Regions from separate parts of the Rattus norvegicus genome. Here regions 2 and 3 are each linked to region 1. A link is a contact called in public Hi-C data. All regions are on one chromosome and are shown on one strand. The core of a region is the stretch at or near the end of the contact, and the rest is flanking DNA. Distances in the headings are between cores, read along the strand shown. Region 1 holds the start of Bmp2k (BMP-2 inducible kinase). Region 2 has its middle 68 kb from the start of Bmp2k. Region 3 overlaps LOC134481719 (a long non-coding RNA gene).

What was found. Hi-C and Micro-C count contacts between places; a contact is called where the count stands out from the background.
Region 2: a Hi-C map of the A7r5 cell line shows a contact between it and region 1, with 2.7 times the contacts expected there. The contact joins the enhancer-like site here to the promoter of Bmp2k in region 1.
Region 3: a Hi-C map of frontal cortex shows a contact between it and region 1, with 2.4 times the contacts expected there. The contact joins the enhancer-like site here to the promoter of Bmp2k in region 1. A contact is called at or near these places in 2 of 12 Hi-C or Micro-C datasets (frontal cortex and psoas muscle).

Annotation. Positions count from the first base shown.
Region 1 is chr14:12,879,762-12,883,924 of GRCr8, reverse strand. It overlaps Bmp2k (BMP-2 inducible kinase), which reads left to right and starts at 1,268. Exons shown (of 16, transcript NM_001419798.1): 1 at 1,268-1,650. The coding sequence starts at 1,482.
Region 2 is chr14:12,948,223-12,953,020 of GRCr8, reverse strand. No RefSeq gene overlaps it. Among named protein-coding and RNA genes, the nearest start is that of Bmp2k, 68 kb to the right of the region's middle. Within about 2 kb of position 2,415, at least 11 of the 93 cell types and tissues checked have an H3K27ac peak or open chromatin away from gene starts, as enhancers often do. A contact at or near this core is called in the A7r5 cell line, where this site is marked.
Region 3 is chr14:12,974,118-12,978,805 of GRCr8, reverse strand. It overlaps LOC134481719 (a long non-coding RNA gene), which reads left to right. Exons shown (of 3, transcript XR_010057469.1): 3 at 1-1,787. Among named protein-coding and RNA genes, the nearest start is that of Bmp2k, 94 kb to the right of the region's middle. Within about 2 kb of position 3,200, at least 32 of the 93 cell types and tissues checked have an H3K27ac peak or open chromatin away from gene starts, as enhancers often do.

The sequences.
Region 1 (4,163 bases), core at 19-2,518:
CGCTAGGCCTGATAGTGATGCATGCTCTCATAATCCCAGTACTAGGGGGGCACAGTGGCAGAGACAGGGAGATCACAAGTTTAAGGCTATCTCTGGAAGGTAATGAGGTCCAGGCCCGCTCAGGCTATAGGTGATTCCATCTCCAGGAAGTGGGGCTAGAGCCAGAGTCCCGTCTTCTCTCTTTCCACCTTTTCTCCATTTTGCCATCCTTTCCAGTACCACATACCCTCTGACCGCATTCCTGGGCCCATCCCGCAGGCATGAGACTCTTACAGTTTATGAAAAGTGAGGCAATCAGGCATTCTTTTTCAAACAGGAGAATCTTTAGTTTGGGTGGGATCAGAAGCTGCCTCTAAAGCTGCCCGACTGTAAGGATCTAACCCTAACCTACTTTTTCAGAATGGTTGAAAGCGAGTAACTAAGATTTTTGATGCTCCAGGCCACAAGCCAGCAGTGTGACCTTGGGCGATAGGGTTAGGTTTTCCCCAGCCAATAGCGATTAATGATCTTTAAAAATGATCTTAATACCGTATTTGTTTTTGAACACAATCGCACGGCTTCTACACTGCACACAAGAGAGCTTTTAAAGCTCTCCCAAGTAATTCTTAAACCGCAGAACGCTTCCGAGAGCAAACATCCGGTACAGTGCGAGGACACCTGGGCTTTGCAAGTCGCCCCGTGGGAACCTGCGAGCTTCGCGCTGTTCCTCCGCCCACGCTCCAGGGTGCCTGGAAAACCGATTCTCTCGGGAGAGTATGGAAAACTGGCTGAGACTCGAAGCGGGCAGCTTCCGACAGTGGGTCAAGCTGCTGGCCGCATTTAAGGACCCCAGAGCGACATACACAATTCCAACCCCAGCAGCCCCGCTGACCCGCGTGGGGACCACTTCCTAGTAACCGGGACCCCAGACTTCACTCCTAGCCCCAGCCCCCACGGAGATGTGCCCGTTCCTCCTCCACGTGACACGGGCCGGAACCGTCACTTCCGGCGGCGCGGACAGCGCGCTTGCGCGCGGCGCCCGGCGCCCGGCTCTGCAAGCGGTTGGCACCGGCGCCGCACCCCCCAACAGCCGCAAGAGGCGGGCGGCCTCGGTGTGAGCCCGGCGCGAACGAGCTGCGGTCTCCAGGGCGCGCAGGCCGCGGGACCTAGCGCCACGCCCACCTCGGCCGGCCCCTCCCTCTTCCCGGGCGGCTCGCGCCCCGCTCGCCAGGCCCCGCCCTCGCCCCGCCCCGGCCCCGCCCTCCCGCTGGCTCTGCGGGCGCTGGGCAGCTGCAGCGGGCGGCCGGGGCTGCGCGCTCGGGACGCGCGGAATGTGAGGCGCGGCGAGCCGCTGCGCACCGACGCTCGCGCGCGCGAAGGGCGGCGACCCCTCACAGACGGTCGGCCGCGCCCCGCGCTCCGCTGCGCGCCGCGCGGGTCGGGCTCTCGCCCCTCGCGCGCCCTCGTGCCCTCCTGGTGCCCTCCAGCGCGCCGGCGGGACCATGAAGAAGTTCTCTCGGATGCCCAAGTCGGAGGGCAGCGGCGGCGGGGCGGCGGCTGGAGGGGCCGCGGGCTCCGGGCTCGGCGGCGGCTTCGGAAGCTCGTCCATGGGGGTCCGGGTGTTCGCCGTCGGCCGCTATCAGGTCACCCTGGAGGAGTCGCTGGCCGAAGGTAGGGGCACGGCGGGAGGCAGGTGAGGGAGGCCGGGGTGTGGCGGCGGCTGCGGGGCCGGCTCGGCGGCTAGAGAGTGGCTCCGGCGTGAAGCCGTTGGCAGCTCCGGTGCGGGCACGGTTGCCTGCTTAGGAGTTTGAAATCGTTCTCTGTTCTTCCTGGCGCGAGGAAAGAAATAGAAGACGTCCCAGTAAGTGATGTGGTGTCATGATTGGACCCGTGACTCATTAGAGGGTCAGATGGAGTATTGCTGGGACACTGCTTTGCCAGCTGGGGCTCTGGCGGGTGTCCTGCGTTGCTTTCGGGTCTGAGCTTCCCGGACACCCAGGGCAGTGGACACCGCTGGGGTTTGTTTGCTAAAAATCAAAACAAACAGGACTCCCAAGCCTCTGTATAGGGCTGTATGTATGTAGATGTGTGTGTGTGTGTGTGTGTGTGTGTGTGTGTGTGTGTGTATTTTGGCACGGTTTTCCAAGTTCAGTTAAGTGGCTGTTTGCGGGTGGCGTGGGGGAGTAAACTTGAAGTACATTTATCTTCGTTGTTTAGAATCTTCTCTGCACAAGGTCCTGTTTTTGTCCTCTCTGTGTGTCATTTTGTTAGTACTTTAACAGGCAAAGTGGAACAGTTTAACTTTCCCCTGTGAGGCTTTTGGTGGCTCTTTTTATTGTCTGAGGGAGGTTATGATAGCATGTAAAAGCATAGTTACGAAAAACAAAGTTTACTCCGTGTTTAAAAAAACGCTTGACTTTAGTTTTGTATTTCTGGTGTAATTGGCTTGGAGAAAATGCTTTCTGATTTCTTATTGCATGCCTTGACCTCTGAAGTTCTGAATGCAGAATCTTAAGGAAAAAACCATAAGAAATATTTCTTGTTGGTATGTAAGTGACTTTTAAAAAGCAGATCAAGAAAACAGAAACTGTAGGGAGACGTTCTGATATTCCGTGTTGGCACGGTTTGAAAACTGGACAGATTCCACTTGTAGTTTTGACATTCCACGCACAATAGGAATCAGCACAAGAAAAAGCTGAGGGGGACATCTGTCTATAAAATAAAGGAAAAGCAGACTTACATTATCAGGGGTGTGTCTTGGATTTGTAGGCCATTGTTCAGAATAATCCCCCTTTCTGAACCTTTGGTGAAGTGGAGGGATGAGATTCAGAGTGTCTGAATGGTTTTGATGGGCTTGCTCCATTGTAAACATCGCTATCAATTGATTCCACACGAATTTCAGGTGTGGGTTAAGTCAGGTAGGTGTTGAGCGTTGGTGGCTATTAACTTACGCACTATACTTTCAGTTGGTTAGTAGTTCACTGAAGTGTAGCTTGAATAGTGGTAGCTCTTCTCACTGAGTTTCAGATCTTTTAGTAGTAAGAAAAGTACTAACATTTCATCAGTAGACTGTAAATCTTAACACAGCTCTTGATATATTACCCCACACTCAGTAACCAAGCCATGAAATCACTGTTAGAGAGAGAGAGTGAGAGAGAGAGTGTGTGTGTATATAAGAGTGTGTGTAAGTGTGTGTGTGTGTGTGTGTGTGTGTGTGTGTGTGCGCGTGTGTGTGTATACACGTGCACACCTGCCAGCATGAAGGCAGGCCCATACCACCAGACTCTTCACCTTTTAGAATTTTGAGGCAGAGTCCTGCTAAAGTTACCAGGCAAGCCTTGAATTTTCCATCTTCTGCTTCAGCTTTTCCGTGCTGGGATTTCAGGCAGGTTGTTACCAACATGCGTGGCTTGCGCTGACTTTTGCTTTAAGTGTTTATGTCTGGTATTTGTTTTGTGTACCTGTTTGTGTGCCTATGGGTGCATGCACGTGTATGCCTGTGTAAACTTCCGTGCAAAGCAGTGTTCAGTGTCTTCCTCAGTTGCTTTCCACCTTAGTTTTTGAGACATTGCACTCAGAGCTCATCCATCTGGCTAGGCTGGCCAGTGAATCCAGGGATCCACCCTGTTCTCTCTGTCTGCTAGCATCTGGGGTTTACAGAAGAAGGCTACAAGCTCAGCTTTTACATGGAAATTGGGGATCTGAATTTAGGTCCTGACGATTGTTTGGCAAGCACTTTACCTTTTGGTTTCTGCCTCATTAAAATTTATTTCATTAATTGCTGGGTGTGGCGGTATTCTCCTGTAATACCGGGCAAGTGGATCTCTGTGGGTTCAAGGCCAGCTTGGTCTACATAACAAGTTCTAAGACAGCAGGGCTACAAATAGAGACCAGGACTCAAAAACAAAGAAAACCAAAAATCCGAAAATACCTACTGACTTGGTTTGAATGAGTGATCGGGTGGTAGGAGGAAGCGAAGGCAGAAGGAACTTTTATGAAAGACGGAATTTCCTGTGTTTACGTCCTGGCTCCTGGGGCCAGGTTTAAATCTCCAGAAGGCAGGGCCTACCTAGGCTTCTTTCCAATGTGCTGGTCTTCCCTTTCTAGAACACACATTGAAATACTACTCACTCTATTTCTCGTCAGTCTGCAGGCTAGGCCTAAGTCTGGTCCACATGTAAGTA
Region 2 (4,798 bases), core at 1,166-3,665, 68 kb before region 1:
CTGAAAAAGAACCAGTGGAAGACGCACACTACATACGATGAAATCCAGGAGGAAAACAGTTGTGTGCATTATCTTACAGCATTTGTTGAGTTATAGTCCAGCAATGTCCTTACACTTAGTCTCTGAATTAAGATTCTTCTCTGAATGAGCATCAGAAATAATGTAACTCCTGTAAGGGGGTGGTAGACAAAGACAGGAGAATCCCCTGAAACTCATGGGCAGCTAGTCTGCCTCATGCATAAGGGGGAAAGAACAAAGAGAACATTTCACAGAAAAAAGTGGAAGGTTAAGTCTGAGGTCCAAGGCTGTCCTCTGACATCACACAAGCATTGTGGCACCCATGGTACTGCCTATGAACACATACACACATGCACACACACACTCAAACATACACAAGCCACACACACACTCACACACACACACACATGAACATATACACACATATACACATGTATACACCCCACACACATATGAAAACATACATACACACAAGCATACACATACACACAAATACATACACATACAAAAACATACTCGAACATATACATGCCACACACATACCCACATATACATATACATACACACATAAACACACTTACACACAAACACATGCACATATATACAGAAACACACACATGAACACAAACACACACATACATATACATACAAACATGCATATATACACAAAATACACATGAACACATACACACACAAACACACACACACACACCAAACATACAGGCATACACACAAGTGTACACCTATACACACACACAAACATATACATACACACATGAAAAAATACACACATACACAAAAACACACACTGACACACAGTACATGAACACACATATATACATACACACAAACACACACACAAAGAGAGAGAAAGAAAGAGAAAATAAAAGCAACAAATTATATACTATTTTAGAGTGAACACAAGAAATGCGTAAGGCTTACATGAAGAAAGCTTTCCAGTACTACTGTGAGACATAAAGACCTGCCAGCGGATGGATTGTATCTTCTAAGTGATCCAATACATGATAACTGAAATAGGGACAAGGTGGCATGCAGGCTACCATGCTCTTTAGCAAACTGGGAAGAAAAACAAGAATCTATATGTGTATTTGTTGGTGTGTTAAAAAAAAAAAAACTCAGAAAAGATCCCTAAAAACACTGCCTGCAGAGGGGACACTGCAATAAAAAAAAGGGCAATAACGAATGGCGAGCGATGTTCATACCCAGAATGCTCTTGCATTAGAACCACCCTCTAACGATTCTCAATTACGTGAGAGCTCAGTCCATCCAATGACTGTACGATATTTTTTCTAATCAGACTCCGGCAGGTGGCTTGCCGGCTGTCTCCAGTCTTTTGCTAGTGCGATTAGTTCTGCAATCAGTCATGTGGTGGCAATTGTGGTTGTTGAGTGGACTTAGAGATTCCTAGAAAGTTAGTAAAACACATTTCTGGGTGTGTCTGAGGGAGTGTTTCCAAAGTACATTGGCAAGCAGGAAGCAAATTCAGTGAGAAAAACCTGCCATCGCTGTGGTTGGCACCCGCCAATACGTTGCCCCATGAGACAGTGGCAGAAGACCCTTTTATGGGATTCCTTGACTCTTCTATTCTAAATGTCTTTAATCCATCTATTTATTTAGTGTGCGTGGAGGGCTGGCATGCACAATTCACAGCGTGTCTGTGGAGATCAGAGAGCAACTTGCAGACATCAGACCCTGGGCATCCAACTCCAGTCAGGCTCTAAGGATTTTACCCTCTGAGCCATCCCTCCAGCCCTGCTTGGCCTCTTTTGAGCTGTTCAATTTTCCTTAGTCTTGAAGCCTTTTTGGTCTGGTGTGTTGTTGTTGTTGTTATTGCCTGTTGCCATTGAGTTTTGGAGACACACTCCACCTTCTTCAGCTTCTGAGCATAGTTCTGTGTGGATAATTCCCCAAGGGGCTCTCTAGCTTTCCACTTTTGACCAGGCCTTCCTGCTTCTTAGACTGAGAAATTACCAGTCTCCTGAGCTCTCCAGCCTAAAGAAAGTTACTGTGGAACTAATCAATCTCTGACAACATATCATGTAAGCTAATAACACACACACACACACACACACACACACACACACACACACACACACTCACTCCCAAAAAAAACACCAACTAAAACATTAGCTTACCCCCGCCCCCTTTTAAGTTGAATTTTTATAACCAGTGAGCCTTGCCAACCGCAAGGAATTCCAGAAATAAAAAAAGCAAACTCTTTGAAATGAAAGCTCTGGCTCCTTAAATATTAATAGTCATGATCAGAATTCAAAAATAGAAACCATGAAAATCTCTGAAGTAGCCAGGCCCAGAATTCGGGCTGTCAAGATGGCTCGACCTGTAGAGGTGTTTGCTGAACAGGCCTGGCAACTTGAGTCCAGTCCCCTGAAGCCATGTAAGGGTTGACAAAGAGAGCTGACCCCAGGAGCTATGTGAGCATGCCTGTGCATGCCCTCAGCACAGACAGAGAGATGGGGGGGAGAGAAAGAGGAAGGGAGGGAGGGAGGGAAAGAGAGAGAGAGAGGCAGAGAGAGATGGGAGGGAGTGTGATTAATGTTTCTAAGTGTGTGTGTGTGTGTGTGTGTGTGTGTGTGTGTGTGAGAGAGAGAGAGAGAGAGAGAGAGAAAGAGACAGAGACAGAGACAGAGAGACAGAGACAGAGAGAGACAGAGGGACAGAGAGACAGAGACAGAGGAAGAGAGAGAGAATTTTAGAACAGAGAGTTATACATCCTCACTCTCCTCCCTTTCCCACACCATCATCCAAATATGTGCTTCTTTTGCTAATGTACAAGGAAGCACCCATGTGTCACACAGGCACTGGGAAACCTGCCCAGCCAATACAGAGTCATGCCAAATGATATCATCCTTCCAAGTTGGCACAGAATGCATAACTGACCTGTTTAACCGATGGTCAAGGTTCCCACAGGGTCCCTCACCACAGGACCTGGCTAGGCTGGTGGGTAATGACACTGTAACTTGCTAAGATGACCACACTTGTTGGCTCCCCTGTAGCTTCGGCGTCCTGGATTAGAAGCCTCTAGCACTGTTGTCCCCTGGTCTCAAAGGTGGTTCGTAGATGAGCAGAAAGCTGGAACTTTCTGAAAGGTGCTCGGTTCACTTATGAAAAACCTCAAAGCATAGGAGAGGTTACAATCTCCACATGCAGTTCTTTGTAGTAGTGTGGATGACCAGTGGCTGACGGGTTTCACTTTCCACCATCTGGTGAGATATCATGAGACTGCGTGCGGTAAATTTTAGTGAAGCCATTGATAGCAGTGATACCCACATTTACTTAAATGGCATCTCGTCCGTGTCACTTGGGGCTTGTGAGTTGGTGGCCTTCGATGTAGGCACCAGTGACTTCCTCCTCCTGACTTGCTATGTCATCCTCGAGGAAAATAAAAGAGAAAACAAAGAAACAAAAACAAAAGAAAAAAACCAGAAAGTTCCTTTCAAGCCCTCACCAAATCTCTTCCCCACGGACCGAATAACGCAGTCACGGACATTTGGGTGACAGATGCACATTTGGCTATGATCCAACATGACTTAAAGTCCTAGATCCTCTAGGCAGGTGGCTGGGTATGGACTCCTTCCAAAGTTCCCTTAATTGGATAATGCCTATATATCTTAAATATCACTTTCTATGCCAAATGTAATCAGTTCTCCTAAAACTGTAATGCTGCTTGTCAGGCAAGCTAAATTTCTAATATCCGCTCCATGTTCTATATATCCTTTTGGACTGGTGTTAAACTGGTAAGGTGGGTTATCTCTATGCCCTGGGTCCCTCTCTTTTTTCTCTCCTCCCCCCTTGGCTGTTGTCTCCTGTCTGCTACTGCAAAGACTGTTTGCCTCCTCCCAGCTGGCTGTGTTCAGATCACGCAGCGACTGCCTACCGGATGACAGGAGGGAACCTCTGAGCAGATGAACCAGCTGCTGTCGGCTGCAGATCGTTAGAGGAAAGCCGTCAGCATCTTCCCTTTGGCCTTCCTATAAGGAAGTAATTTCCCACTGCTAATGACTCACCAGCTGGGACCTTGATGCATACTACCAAATTAATGAGATTGGCGGAGGCCTCTTGAACTCTCCCCATGAAGTTACCTTTACGACACAATTTCTTCCATACCATGCTCGTGTTGCTAATTGACAAGAAGCCTCTGTAAGGTAGTTCCTTAAGATGAAAGATGTCACATAAACAGAATGAACCCATTTGGAGGAGATATACAAATTTGGGCAATATTACACCCCTCAGCAGCTGTCAGCACTATAGCCTATGGACCTATACCTCACCAACACACGACTAGGGGAGCAGCCTGTGACGTAGGAATAGGAATAGGACTGTGATAGAAAAAGGAAAGTTAATTGTTCTTCTCACATGTGTATATGTGCATCCCCCCCAGATCAGGCTTGTCCCAAGGCTAACAATGCTTACATCTTAGGATCCCTCTCTCCTCTGGGCTACGTCCAAGGCTCTATACTGACAATTTGGGTTTCTTCAATTTTATTTCACTTTTCTTAATGAAGGCCGCCCAGGTTCCATAAGCTTCAGCATTCAAAGAATCCATATCTAGATTTGATCCAAACATATAATGTAGTTTTTCCATTACTAGGTTTTAGTTGTAGCCATGTATTTTTGGAAAATGAGTGAGCATTATCAATATGGTTACTAAAAACATAATTCACCTTTCTTGATTCTTTAGATTCACAGTTAGTTTTAAAGGTATTTTTAACTCCTTGGGAACATTTTTATGTAACCCCTT
Region 3 (4,688 bases), core at 1,951-4,450, 93 kb before region 1:
GGAGGAGGAAGAAGAAGAAGAAGAAGAAGAAGAAGAAGAAGAAGAAGAAGAAGAAGAAGAAGAAGAAGAAGAAGAAGAAAGAAGGAGGAGGAAGAGGAGGAGGAGGAAGAAGAAGGAGGAGGAGGAGGAGGAGGAGGAAGAGGAGGAGGAGGAGGAGGAGAAGCAGAAGCAGAAGCAGCAGCATCTATGGGGCCTTTTCTTGATTAAAGATTGGTGTGGGATGCTCCCGGACTGTATGGGCAGTGCCTCCCTGGCAGGTGGTCTTGACTTGCATAAGAAATCATGCTGAGGAGCCAAGTAGAGAAAGCCCAGTAAGCAGGGTTCCTCCATGGTCTCCGCTTCAATTCATGCCTCCAGATTTCTTCCCCTACTCTCAAAGTTGGACTGTGCCCTGGAAGAGTAAGCTAAATAAACTCTCCTCCCCACGCTGGTCTTTGGGGGCCATGATACTTATCACAGCAATCAAAAGCAAACTAAGACATCACTTCATAGTGAGAATTTTGGTTTCCTTAGAAAACACAGAAAGGAGTGTGCTTTCGTTTCAGTCCCTGGTGTGGGACATCAGGCCGCTTCAGCTTGTAGGAAGCAGCTGACTGTGATTTTCTTCGAGCTCTTGCAAGGGTGTGATTTTGACACTTTCGATAGCTTTTGCCATTGTGTGGCATTTGGAATTCTGGAGGCCCTTTCAGAGGATAAATAAAAAAAGGGCCCTGAGAGGGGGGGTAGCTGTTGGTTGTTGTTGGTCACGGTTTGTTAAGTAGTCCTGTGCAAGAGAAAAAAGAAAGAGAAAAGAAACAGCAAGAAGAAATTAGATATCCTGACAGCAAAGATCAAACTGGCCCCAAGGAACTCAACCCCCCATTAACAGGAGCCGTCCCACCTATTAATGACAACACTCCCACTTTCCTTTCTATCCCCTTTTCTCTCCCATCTAGTGTTAGGGGGGTCGAAAGGGGTGGAAGAAAGAAGAACCCACAAAGTAGTTAAGCCTTGCTACATCACTTAACTACATCGAGTTGTTAACTAACAATAGTTACATTTGATTATTGGTAAGGTAGCCTTCCCCCCAAATATGGCTAGACTCTTAAATAAGAGCTTATCGATCACCCCCTCATCTGGTCGAAGGATTCATTCCACCTCTAACTTTCCGAGAAGATGAGTAAAATTGCTCCTTGAGGGGTTATCTGAACCGACCCACTTTGCTAGGGGGTCATTGTTTACTTCTCTGTTCCGGCTCACTTCACTCCGTGCTCTTCTATTCCAGGCTTTGTTAACCTAGACCACTTTCTGGGCTCTTGGGTTGCTCTCCAATTCTGAGCATTTAGCTGCTGTCTGTCCCTGCAAAGGTTGGCAAGGGACAGTGACAGGAATTCTGGCAAGTAGAGCAGATATAAATAGAAATGAGATGGAAGTTTGTTCAGGACAATGCCATAGATCCACCCGGCTTCTTAGGCAAGATGGAGTGGGGGGGCTTAGATCCTGAGCTCTGGAGGAAGACTGCCAATATTTGTTCCTTACACTTGGTCAGTCTTGGTCTTTTAACCTTGGGGTTGAATTATATTTTCCATAAAGTACTGGGGACAAAGACTCAGTGTTACCTGGAATCATTAACCAGCACTGTGTTGAGACATCTATAATGGTAGTCTCTCACATTTGAATGGCTTCTCTTTGAGGCAATGTTTGAGCCGGTGCGAAATGCAATAGTCTATTCCTGGGATGACTGCAATAGGACTAAGGCCCTTTCGTGGTATTTCAACAGAAATAAATGGAGACCTGGCTACCCACTAGATCGTGTGTGTGCAGCCTGTGACTGGTTCTGAGCCCCTCATGGCTTTCACTTTGTCCCTGCCCCAGTCTTCAGCGGCCCGGTAGCTTTGATGCGTCCCTCCTCCGGGTTTGCAGTTCACTGTCATCAGCAGCCTGGTTTCCTGTCTTGTCATTGTCCAGCTGCTCGTCTGGCACTGCTAACTCCTTCCTCTTCCTCTCCAGAGGATGTCGACATTTCCAGTACAGACCGGCAACGCCACCAGCTCTTCTGGCTGCAGTTCTTCCTTCTTCAAACCTCCTTTGAAGCCTCATGAGTTTCCTGTAATGACTGTGTCTCTGTTCTGGCTATTTTAGTATTTATGTGGCTTTTGATTTTGATCTGGATTCACATCTCCTAGCCAAAACCCATCTCCAACAAGTAGTTTGGGGTTTTGCTGGAAGGTAACTTGAATTTGTTTACAAGATCACCAACTCCCAATTTAGATGTCCTAAGACTTCTGACGGGGAGTGGCCTTCCCAGAGTGCCTTGCCCTCATTATCACTAAGCTGTGTTATTAGGCAGGGATGGGCTGTTTTGTTTGTGAGCTAATCCTGCTTCTTATAATTCTAAGTGCTCCCTGCTGAATCAGGAGAAGTAGGGAAGTCACTTCAGCAGAACTGAAGAATTAAAGTCAACCCCAAACACAGACACAGCTGTACAAACACACACACACACTCACACACACAGAGGACTATTTCATCATAATCATCTGACATCTTTTCTGAAGGAAGTCACAAATACAAAATAGATATGAACAAAAATAACTCAGTTGTCATAACAGATGAGGAATGATCTCTAACTTCTCCCTCCTCCTCCTCCTTCCCCTCCTCCCCTCCTCCCCCTCCCCCTCCTCCCTCTGCTCCTGCTCCTCCCCTCCCCCTCGTCCTCTCCTCCTTACCCTCTTCCATCTCTTCCTACTTCTCCTCTCTCTGTGTCTCTGTCTCTCTGGTCTCCCTGCTTCTTGTCCTTCGTCTCTGTTATCTTTATTCATATGAATAACAGAAAAAAAAATCTCCCAGATATTTTTCTGGCTACTCTTAAGCCCCGGAAGTGTTTGTTCCTCAAATCTTCCTCCTCTGAGCAATGTTTGTGCTCCAGGTGCTCAGGAAAGAGATCAGCTAGGTCCCTGACACCCGGAACCTTCTATTTAGGTGGTGGTCATTTTTCACCACTGGAAATTGTCTTTTAAGAGAAAGCCGGTGCATTTCAGGATTCCATGAGGAGCACGTGAGGCAGGAGAAGACTGGGCTTATCCTGTGCCCCATCTCGAGGTTTCCCAAGAGGCCAGATGCCGTACAGAGCTGCTTCCTTCCTGCTTCTGTTGTTCAGAACTCACAGCCAAACACTAAAACCCAGTAAATCTGTTGTCATCCCACCATGCAGAGACTTTCCCTTGGCTGCCTGTTTTCATCAAATGAGAAAGTTCCTCTTACCTAACAGGGCTTCTGCCTGGCACCCGGTCAGCTACAAGCCCAACCTCCACTCTCCTCTTGCCTTAGTTTTCTCCTCGTAAAGACTTTCATTGGCTCTGCAGTGGGGCTATTTAGTTTCCCCGAGATATTTACCACCATTCAAAAGCCATCATTACAGGCTCTGTGGGCAAAATACTTCCAATTCAAGCGTGAAGACCTAAGTCTGCATCCCAGCACCCGTGAGAAAAAATGGAGGAGCAGCAGCATAAACCTGTAATCCCTGGGCGGGGCTGGGAGGCTGAGAGGACGGACCCCTGGCACTTCCTAGACAGTGAGTCTAGTTGAAACTACGGACTCCAGGTTCGGTGAGAAGCCCTGCCTTAAAACTTTGCAACCCCATAGGAAGAACAACAGTACCAAACAACCAACTCCCCCACCCTGCACCCCAGAGCTCCCAGGAACTACAACACCAACCAATGAGTATACATGCAGGGATGCATGGCTCCAGCCTCATAGAAGGCTCATTTCCCCAGTGTAGGCGAATGCCAGGGCAATGAGGTGGGAGTGGGTGGGTGGGAGTGAGAGGATCTTGATAGAAGCAGGGGGAGAGGAAGAGGGGATGGGAGAGGGGGGAGAGGAGATAGCATTTGAAACGTAAATATATAAAATATTCAATAAAAATGTTTTGCCAAAAAAGTAGAAAGAAAAGAAAGGAGGGAGGGAAGAGAGAGGGAGGGAGAGAGAGAGAGAGACAGAGAGAGAGAGAGAGAGAGAGAGAGAGAGAGATTGAGTAGAGACAGTTTTGCCCAGAAAATTTTCAAATAAATGTTAAAAACCATTAAAAACAACAACAACAAAAAAAAAAAAAGTGAAGAGTCATTGGTGATTGAGAAAGATATCCAGTATCAGCTTCTGGACTCCACACATGCAAACACATGAATAATGCACATGTACCTGAACACACACACACACACACACACACACACACACACACACACACACCACTCGTGCCCACAAAGCCAACACGAGGCTTGTAATTGAATCTGTACTTTGTTCTTTTCTATTCTTTTCATTTACAGAAGATACTCATGAAACTTCTTAAAGCTCTGCTTTTGTGACTCTTGACTTCTCCTAAAATGACTTCAGTTAAAAGTAGCCAAGGCCAAGCAGATCCCTTCTTGTAAACAACTGACAGGAGACATGATAACCCTTAACGAGTACAGTCTGGGCCGTCTCTGGCATTTTGTGTGGACAAAATTATCAAAAGCCAATTGGAGCACAAAGGAAATGAACAAAGCTTCTTACCACTGAAAGAACTCAGAGAAAGTCAGGGTCAGGCAGAGCCCTTCTGTGTGTGGGCTCTGTCCTGTGCCAGGCTCTACTTGCCCAAATGCTCCACACTATCTGTGTGGGAGTTAGGAGAGGCTGGAGAACGGCAGCTGAGTGACTGCCTGGGTTCTAGTCCCACC